Regions from separate parts of the Gossypium hirsutum genome. Here region 2 is linked to region 1. A link is a contact called in public Hi-C data. All regions are on one chromosome and are shown on one strand. The core of a region is the stretch at or near the end of the contact, and the rest is flanking DNA. Distances in the headings are between cores, read along the strand shown. Region 1 holds the start of LOC107948166. Region 2 holds the start of LOC107948161 (ORM1-like protein 1).

Region 1 (3,550 bases), core at 564-3,063:
TAGATATCCAAAGTTGAAAGAATTTTGGAGCACATACGAAAAACAAATGTAGTTGATCTAGCTCATAAGCATGATAACTCCGACAATGCTGATTCAAACCAGTGTTCTTTTTCCAAAGAGATGCATCAAGGACAAGGCACACATTTCAGATATACAGAAGTTTTTATTAAGCATCTTATCCTATCTGCATTGAACGAAGCAAGAACTTCTATAGTGGTTTCATATTATAGTATCTATTCCCCCCTTCAATGATACCAATCAATCCTTATACCTAGATGAAAATGTATATAGTTTTGACTAATATAATAGTCACAAAAGGTAACAGGCATTAATAGCAACTTTGACATCCAAGTTCAAATAAGGAAGATCTGCAGAAAAAGAACAACTCTCTTTAGTGCAGCTAGAATGTAAGCGTTATTGGTTGTAGAAGGATATTGATGACAGCTAAAACTCATTGTATTGAATGCTCTAACTTTCCACCATTTTCAAATATAGTCTTGAAACTGTATGCAAGGATTAGAAATCTGCCATGTCAAAAGAAAAGAACAAATACCCCGTTACTAGAATCTCAAAACTTCTCTCCTATGACATGTCTAAACCAAATTAATGGGGTTAAGCTAATCCACAAACAAAAACAACAAATAAAGCCTGTACAAAAAGATACGTGCTATACTTACGTCTCTTAAAGCAGGTTGTGGGACTTGCTTTGATGAATCCATGGAATCTAAAATGGGCCTTACAACAGCTGGTAGGAAGAGACCTGCATAATTTTCACAAAAGTATCAAGCAGACAACAAAAGAGATAAAAAGAAAAGAAAAGGCTCAATCTTCACAAAAATGCAGGAAAAAGCCAGAAAATTCAAACACCAATCTTTGCGGAATATTGTTCTTTCTTCAAGATAGATTCATACAGTCAACAATTGAAAACACTATCATTTCGGATTCATATACTCATTACCCTAACTGCAATAATCGCATGAGGTCACAATGTGTTATCTCAAGACCCGCATTTTCCCCTACCACTGTTGTTTCGATTATTAGACACAATATTAACTTGATCGCAGCGATTTCAGCCATAGAATGTACCAACTTTATGCATCACTTCGGATCTAGAATCCTTCTTTTTTAATAACTAAGATATCCTTCGCGTCTGTTTGATGGTTCACAACTAATCCTTTTGGAGTTCATGGCTACCCCTTTCCCCACAATGGTACTTTCCCTTGCCACTGCATTTGTTAATAGATCTAGAATCCTTTGCATCATGACATATACGTATAAGTCATACAATGGATGATAATTTATGAATCGAATTTCAGATTATTCAAAAAGAACAGCACACACAACTTTCAACTAAAAGCGTAGATGATTCTGAATTTCCTAATAAAGCCAAGTTTCTTCTAATTCCAAATTATACTAAACCCAAACAGCATACAACTAGGGATTAAATTAGCAATGATCGAAAAAAAAAAAACTAACCAAAACCAGCGATGAGGCAAGAGGCAGCTACAACTGGCTCTTGCACTACGAATATCTTAAGCTTCTCCATCACCGCCATATCTTAAATCGAAAATTTCCGTCTTTTACAACCTTTTCTTCTCGACTAGCCAACTCTCTGTTCTTTGATGAAAACCCCCAAAATTGAAATGGATGATCCCACTCTTTAGGAAATTAGAAATCAAGATTAAAATCAATATTGGTGAATCTCGGGTCGGGTAACTGAGAAAAACATACCAAAAAAAAAATGCCCTAAATCATTGTAGCTTTTGCATTTTTGAAATTTTTAGTCTTTTTATTTTAGTTGAAGTGTAAAAGTCCTCACATTCTTTTAAAAAAATAATTGAGCACTTATTTTTTTTTAGGTTTAATTAGATACATAAACTTTAAAAATACATTAAAAAAAGTAATTAAGCCCATGATTTTTCTTTTGCATTCAATTGGATACTTAAACTGTCATCAAAAAGGTCATTTGACCGTTAACTTTAACAGTTGACCATTAAAATTAACTGCGCCTAATTTTTTCAGTTAAAGTCACCCCATATCACAATCATGGCGTGACATGTGACAAAAAATTATAAAAAAATTAATAAAAGTTATAAAAAGTATTAAATTTTAATAAAAATATAAAATTATTAAAAAATTATTAAAATTAGAAAAAAAGATTTATAAAATTTGTAAAATTTTATAAAAAATCATAAAAAAAATTATAAAATGCAACAAAAAGGCTCTTTAACCATTAACTTTAACTGTCGACTGTTTAAGTTAACGATCCCTAGTTTTTTTTTCTTTTTCAGTTAAAGCTATAATGTGTCGTAACACAGCATGACATGTGGTAAAAAAATTAGGGGCGGTTCAAGTACCCAATTGAGTGAAAAAAAAACAGTGGCTTTATTTTTTATTTTTTTATTTTTGAAATGTCTTTTTATACATTTTGAAAGGTCTTTTTATACATTTTGAAAGTTCAAGTATTCAATTAAGTGCAAAAAAAAGGCTTAATTTTTTTTTTAAGTTTAAGGGCTTTTTACACCCTTAAGCCTTTTATTGTTATTTTAAAAGATTTACTCTTTTTTACTTTTTAGATTTCCAAATTCAAATATAGTTGAAATCTTTCTTTTCAATTTTTTGGTGTGACATTTTAAAATGAAAAAAATATTTACTTAATAGCAATGTAACAAAAAGTGACTCTGAATTGAACTTGAATTTAATAAAATAATTTTAATTTTGTCAGCAATTTGACTTGCATTTTTAAATTTAAAAAATAAATAGACTAAATTCTTTGAAATAAATCATATTAAAACAGATGTAACTTTTTTTGTGAGTATTATGTAAAAATAAAAAGTTGAGATAAGGCTGTAAAATTATAATGCAAATTTCAAGTCCATTGAACTTCCTAGCCCAAGTAGCTAGCTAGTTGATTATATTGCCAATTATTATAATTAGGGGTTAAATCACTTTTAGGACAACTTGGTAATTATTTTCACGTTGGAGCTTGAATTTTTTTTTGTCTAAGTTAGTCTTTAATATTTCTTTAAATATCCTAAAATTCGGGCTCAAGTGTAGGAACTATTTCCATGTTCATACCCCAACATGCAAAAAGTTATCAAGTTCATACTAATATGGGAACAATTGGGAAATTTAAGGACTAACTTAAATAAAAAAAAGTTTAAGCTTCAATGTGGAAACAATTGCTTAATTTAAGCTTCAATATAGAAGTAATGAACTTGGGCGAAAAAAATTCCAGTTCCTAATGTGAAAGTTGTTATCAAGTTCAAATTCCAAATAATACCTTAATTAGTAATGAGTTAGAGTAACAATAAACAAAGAATTCAGTGACAAAGAGAGCTCTAAAGTTTTCGTGTATGTTAATGTACATGGCAACAAATGGGATTCGAGCTTGCATTGCCAATAAAATTATTATTATTATTATTATTATATTATTATTATTATTAAATAAAATAAATAGAGATGAATGTATCGTAATGAAACTATACATGTGTAATAGTAATAATAAATATATGTACATTTGTAATATAATTATATATTTATTTATTAT
Region 2 (3,806 bases), core at 211-2,710, 190 kb after region 1:
TGCACACTCGTACACATGAATTCAGAGGCACAGCACAAAATAATAAGAAAGATCATCAGCAAGATACAGGAAACAAAATTGTGAAATATATCATATAACAGACTTACAGCACAACAGGTACAACGGTTAAAAACTTTCTGTTGCGTGTTAGCTGCTTTCCATTGTCTATCTGCTCCCACCAAGTCAAGCCATTGTAAATTCCTTGATCGTCAGCAAACGGGGTTCCTTTCTTCCAGTGAAAGAAGTGGTAAGTAACCTGAAAAATAGACAAATCTCTCATTGTTGGTTCGGATACTATCAAGCAGTAGTGAGCACATGACCAAAACCAGAAAAAGGAAGTTCCTTAGAAAAAAGCTTAAGGCATGGTATGTGAAGTAAACTAGCAAATCACCTTTACATTAGAACAAAGCATAAGATCGGCTTAGATAGAACTACCATGAAGCTAAGTGGTCGAAAAACTTCAGTTAACGACATAATGTAAGTAGATGAATAAGCAACTGCAACAAATACATATATTGGGGAAATTATTTAGTGAAGCTACCAATGCGATGGACATAGACTAATTTCGAATCCCAAAGCTATAATTTCCGAGATTACGAGTATGAGGCAGCCTATATCTCAACTCGAAACGCATTTTTCAAAACTTAAGGACATTGTTCAATGTAAAATCCCTAATTTCCTTACTTCCTATCAATAAACAAGATATCACTCGATATAATTTCAGCTCCCAATACATTGCAAGGACGGAAAAACAAAAAAGGCAAAGTTCAAAACTTTCAAATAATAGTCCTATCACAAATAAAGACTGTAAGGCATACAATAATTCCCCCACAGCTCAACAACATTAATCAACAAATCATAAAAGACCCAAAAGGAAAATTAATCAAAACCAACCAATACAGAGCAAATTCACACAAAAAAAGGGGTAATTTGCAGGCAAAAAAGGGACCCAATTCAACATTAAATACCAAGAGACAATTAAAAGAGAAAAGGAAACGTACAAGGAAGTGAGCGAGATTAACGATGGTCCAAGCCATGCCAGGAGAACAACCAAAGATGGAAAGAACAAGGAGCCAAGAGAAAAAGAGGAATAGGATATAAGTAGTCCATACACCTGGGTACATGAACCACTCGGTGTTCCGGTTCAGATCAGCCGGTGGTACCGCCTTCACATATAGATTCGCCATTTATGTTTTTCAATTTAACCCGCCAAAATTAGAGACGAGACCCTTCTTCTAAAACGACCCAGTTTTTGTATTTGATTGAATTTATATAAATTCAAACACTAGGCGCTCTACGATGGAGATGAAGATGAAGATGATCGGAAATTAATGTGGAAGTTCTCAATTTCTTTTGATTAATTATCTAAAAGCCTGTAAACTCATTATTACAAAATAAACTCTTTTGCTTTACCCATACGCCACCGTTTTCCCTTTTTTCCCTCATTTTGGAAACTCTCTTAAGTTCACACCGACTTTATAATTTTTGAATTTATTTGATAAAAAATTAAAATTAAATGAATTCGATTGTAAATTACATTTTGATCTTAATTAGTTATTAATTTCTCGTTTCTTCTTGTTAAGTCTTATTCAATAAATAGACAATTTATTCTTCATGCACTTGAAAATATTAAAACACCTTGATATAAATACTCAAGTAGTTACTCAATTAAAATATTTATTCTACTTCCATCATCTTTCGTTTTATTTATTTAAACATCCAAAAGTATTTCAAAGCATAAATTCTTTAAATTAATAATTATAAATTTTCAAAAATTACTTGTATGATTTTAAGTTATTTTTTCATTTTTAAATTTTAAAATCAAAGAAAAGAAAAGTTTGTTGTATCATTGATTTTCAACTAATTTCTCAATTCATTTTTAATCTAATCAATCTAATTTAAATAACATTTCATGCTATTACTTGAAATAATTGCACTTCTATTTTAAGAATGGAAGCCATAAATACATTTTACTTTGTTGCAAAGAAAGTGTAGCCAAACTCTAATCACATAATTTATAGACCATTTTTTATTAATTATTATATTATGGATAGGTAGAATGCGGCTAAAATAATTATGAAAAATGATATAATAATTAAATATAATTTTGGTTAAAATAATAATGTTTCAAAAACAAAATTATGATATTTTAGGTTTAAATCTTTTCAAAATAAAATTTATAGATTGAAAAAATTAAAAATATTAAAATACAATATTTTAATTTTTTTCTATAGAATTTTCAAATACAAATATAGTATAATCATTGCACAATAAAAATAAATTTTGAGTAACTATAAAGTAAAATTAAACTATTACAAAATACAAATAAATTAAAAGCTGAAATAATATAAACTAAACTGATCCTTCGAACCAAAACCCACATATGCTAATAATAATAAAAAGAAAAAAGAAGATGATGGAACTTTCTAGTGTTTCATTTCACAAATGTTGTAAAAGAATAGTATTTTACAATACAATGAATTATATCGTCTATTAATTATTAGATAGAGGGCACCAATAACCCAAAAATAAATTGTAAAACGAAAAATATCGAAAAAAAATATTAGTAGATGGTCCAATTGTAGATTACTGAATCAAATTCTGGGTTTTTCCCTAACATGCTTCTTAATTCTTTGGCACATGTGGCATTTTTGGCGAGTAATAAGGCAAAGCCCCCCCCCCCACCTGCTCCCACAAGCTTGTAGCCAGAGCAGTACGGGTCGGCAAATGCAAACAGTTTATCGACATATTCATTGCTACAGTATGGATCAAGTTCTTGATGCAACCTCCAAGCCTCCAACATGATTTCGCCTAATTTATCGACATCACAGTTCATCAAAGCTTCCCTACCGATCTTAGCTAATTCAGTGAGTCGTTTGACGCTGGATACGAGAAGGTTGTCTCGTCGGAGATACCGGAGGACTACCTTTTGTAGGACTTGATGTGCTAGTCGAACCTGCAGGGTCGTAATAGGATAACAATTAGAATACGAAGATCTAAGCATGTATGAAAGACTTGATTACTTACTTGACCGGTAAATACGACAAGCAACCGTTCCTGCAATTTTGAAATCAGTTGAGAAGATGCCACGAGAGGGAAGACTTGGAGACGCAATGGTATTCCAGGGTAACTTGTTGTAAATTTAATTCCGGCATATAAACCTCCGATCTGATCCTGCCAACCACCGCCCGTTCCCATGAGCTGCTCTAGTACCAAAACAAGCCTTGCAACATTTTCGTTGCTGTCATCACCACCAATGATTTGTAGAAGTCCTTTCACAACGGCAGCAGCTAAGATGCTAGAAGTTCCTAACCCACTGCCCCGAGGTACGTTAGCCCATGTCCTTATTCGCAAACCATTTGATACTAGAATATTTTCATGAATAATTTCGGTTACTAGCAGTGCAGATTTCACGAGTCTAAAAGGATCATCACCGTCAAAAGGAGGAGCAATTGAAGTAAGCTCTTTAATATATAGCTCTTTTCCAGAATCATCGATAATCAAGACTCCATTTGAATTTGTCGTCTCTACTATAGTGCCAATCGGAAGAGAACCTTCCAAGCTCACTGCCATATTAAGAACACAACCAGCACGTTCTAAACTCCACGGAGGTGTATCGCTCCAGCCGCCAACAAAGTCTACTCGAACCGGTAGCTCGACTTTCACTGTTTGTTGACAAAAAGGCTTGTCCATGGATCCAACATGGTTATTGTTCCTGAAGGCCAGAGTAGACTTGCTGCCAGAGGACTCCAAGAGATGTGCTGAACCAAGGTGAAAGATCAATGGAAATAGATGTGAAATCGAGA

Evidence for each region. Hi-C and Micro-C count contacts between places; a contact is called where the count stands out from the background.
Region 2: a contact with region 1 is called in a Hi-C map of leaf, with 4 times the contacts expected there. The contact joins the promoter of LOC107948161 here to the promoter of LOC107948166 in region 1. A contact is called at or near these places in 10 of 34 Hi-C or Micro-C datasets (anther, callus, leaf and 1 more).

The regions. Positions count from the first base shown.
Region 1 is chrA12:81,681,388-81,684,937 of Gossypium_hirsutum_v2.1, forward strand. LOC107948166 reads right to left here and starts at 1,814. Exons shown (of 3, transcript XM_016882635.2): 1 at 1,477-1,814; 2 at 678-760. The coding sequence starts at 1,555.
Region 2 is chrA12:81,867,481-81,871,286 of Gossypium_hirsutum_v2.1, forward strand. LOC107948161 (ORM1-like protein 1) reads right to left here and starts at 1,461. Exons shown (of 3, transcript XM_016882629.2): 1 at 1,002-1,461; 2 at 108-256. The coding sequence starts at 1,187. It overlaps LOC107948159 (bifunctional fucokinase/fucose pyrophosphorylase), which reads right to left. Exons shown (of 8, transcript XM_041082844.1): 7 at 3,028-3,761; 8 at 2,415-2,956. The coding sequence ends at 2,564.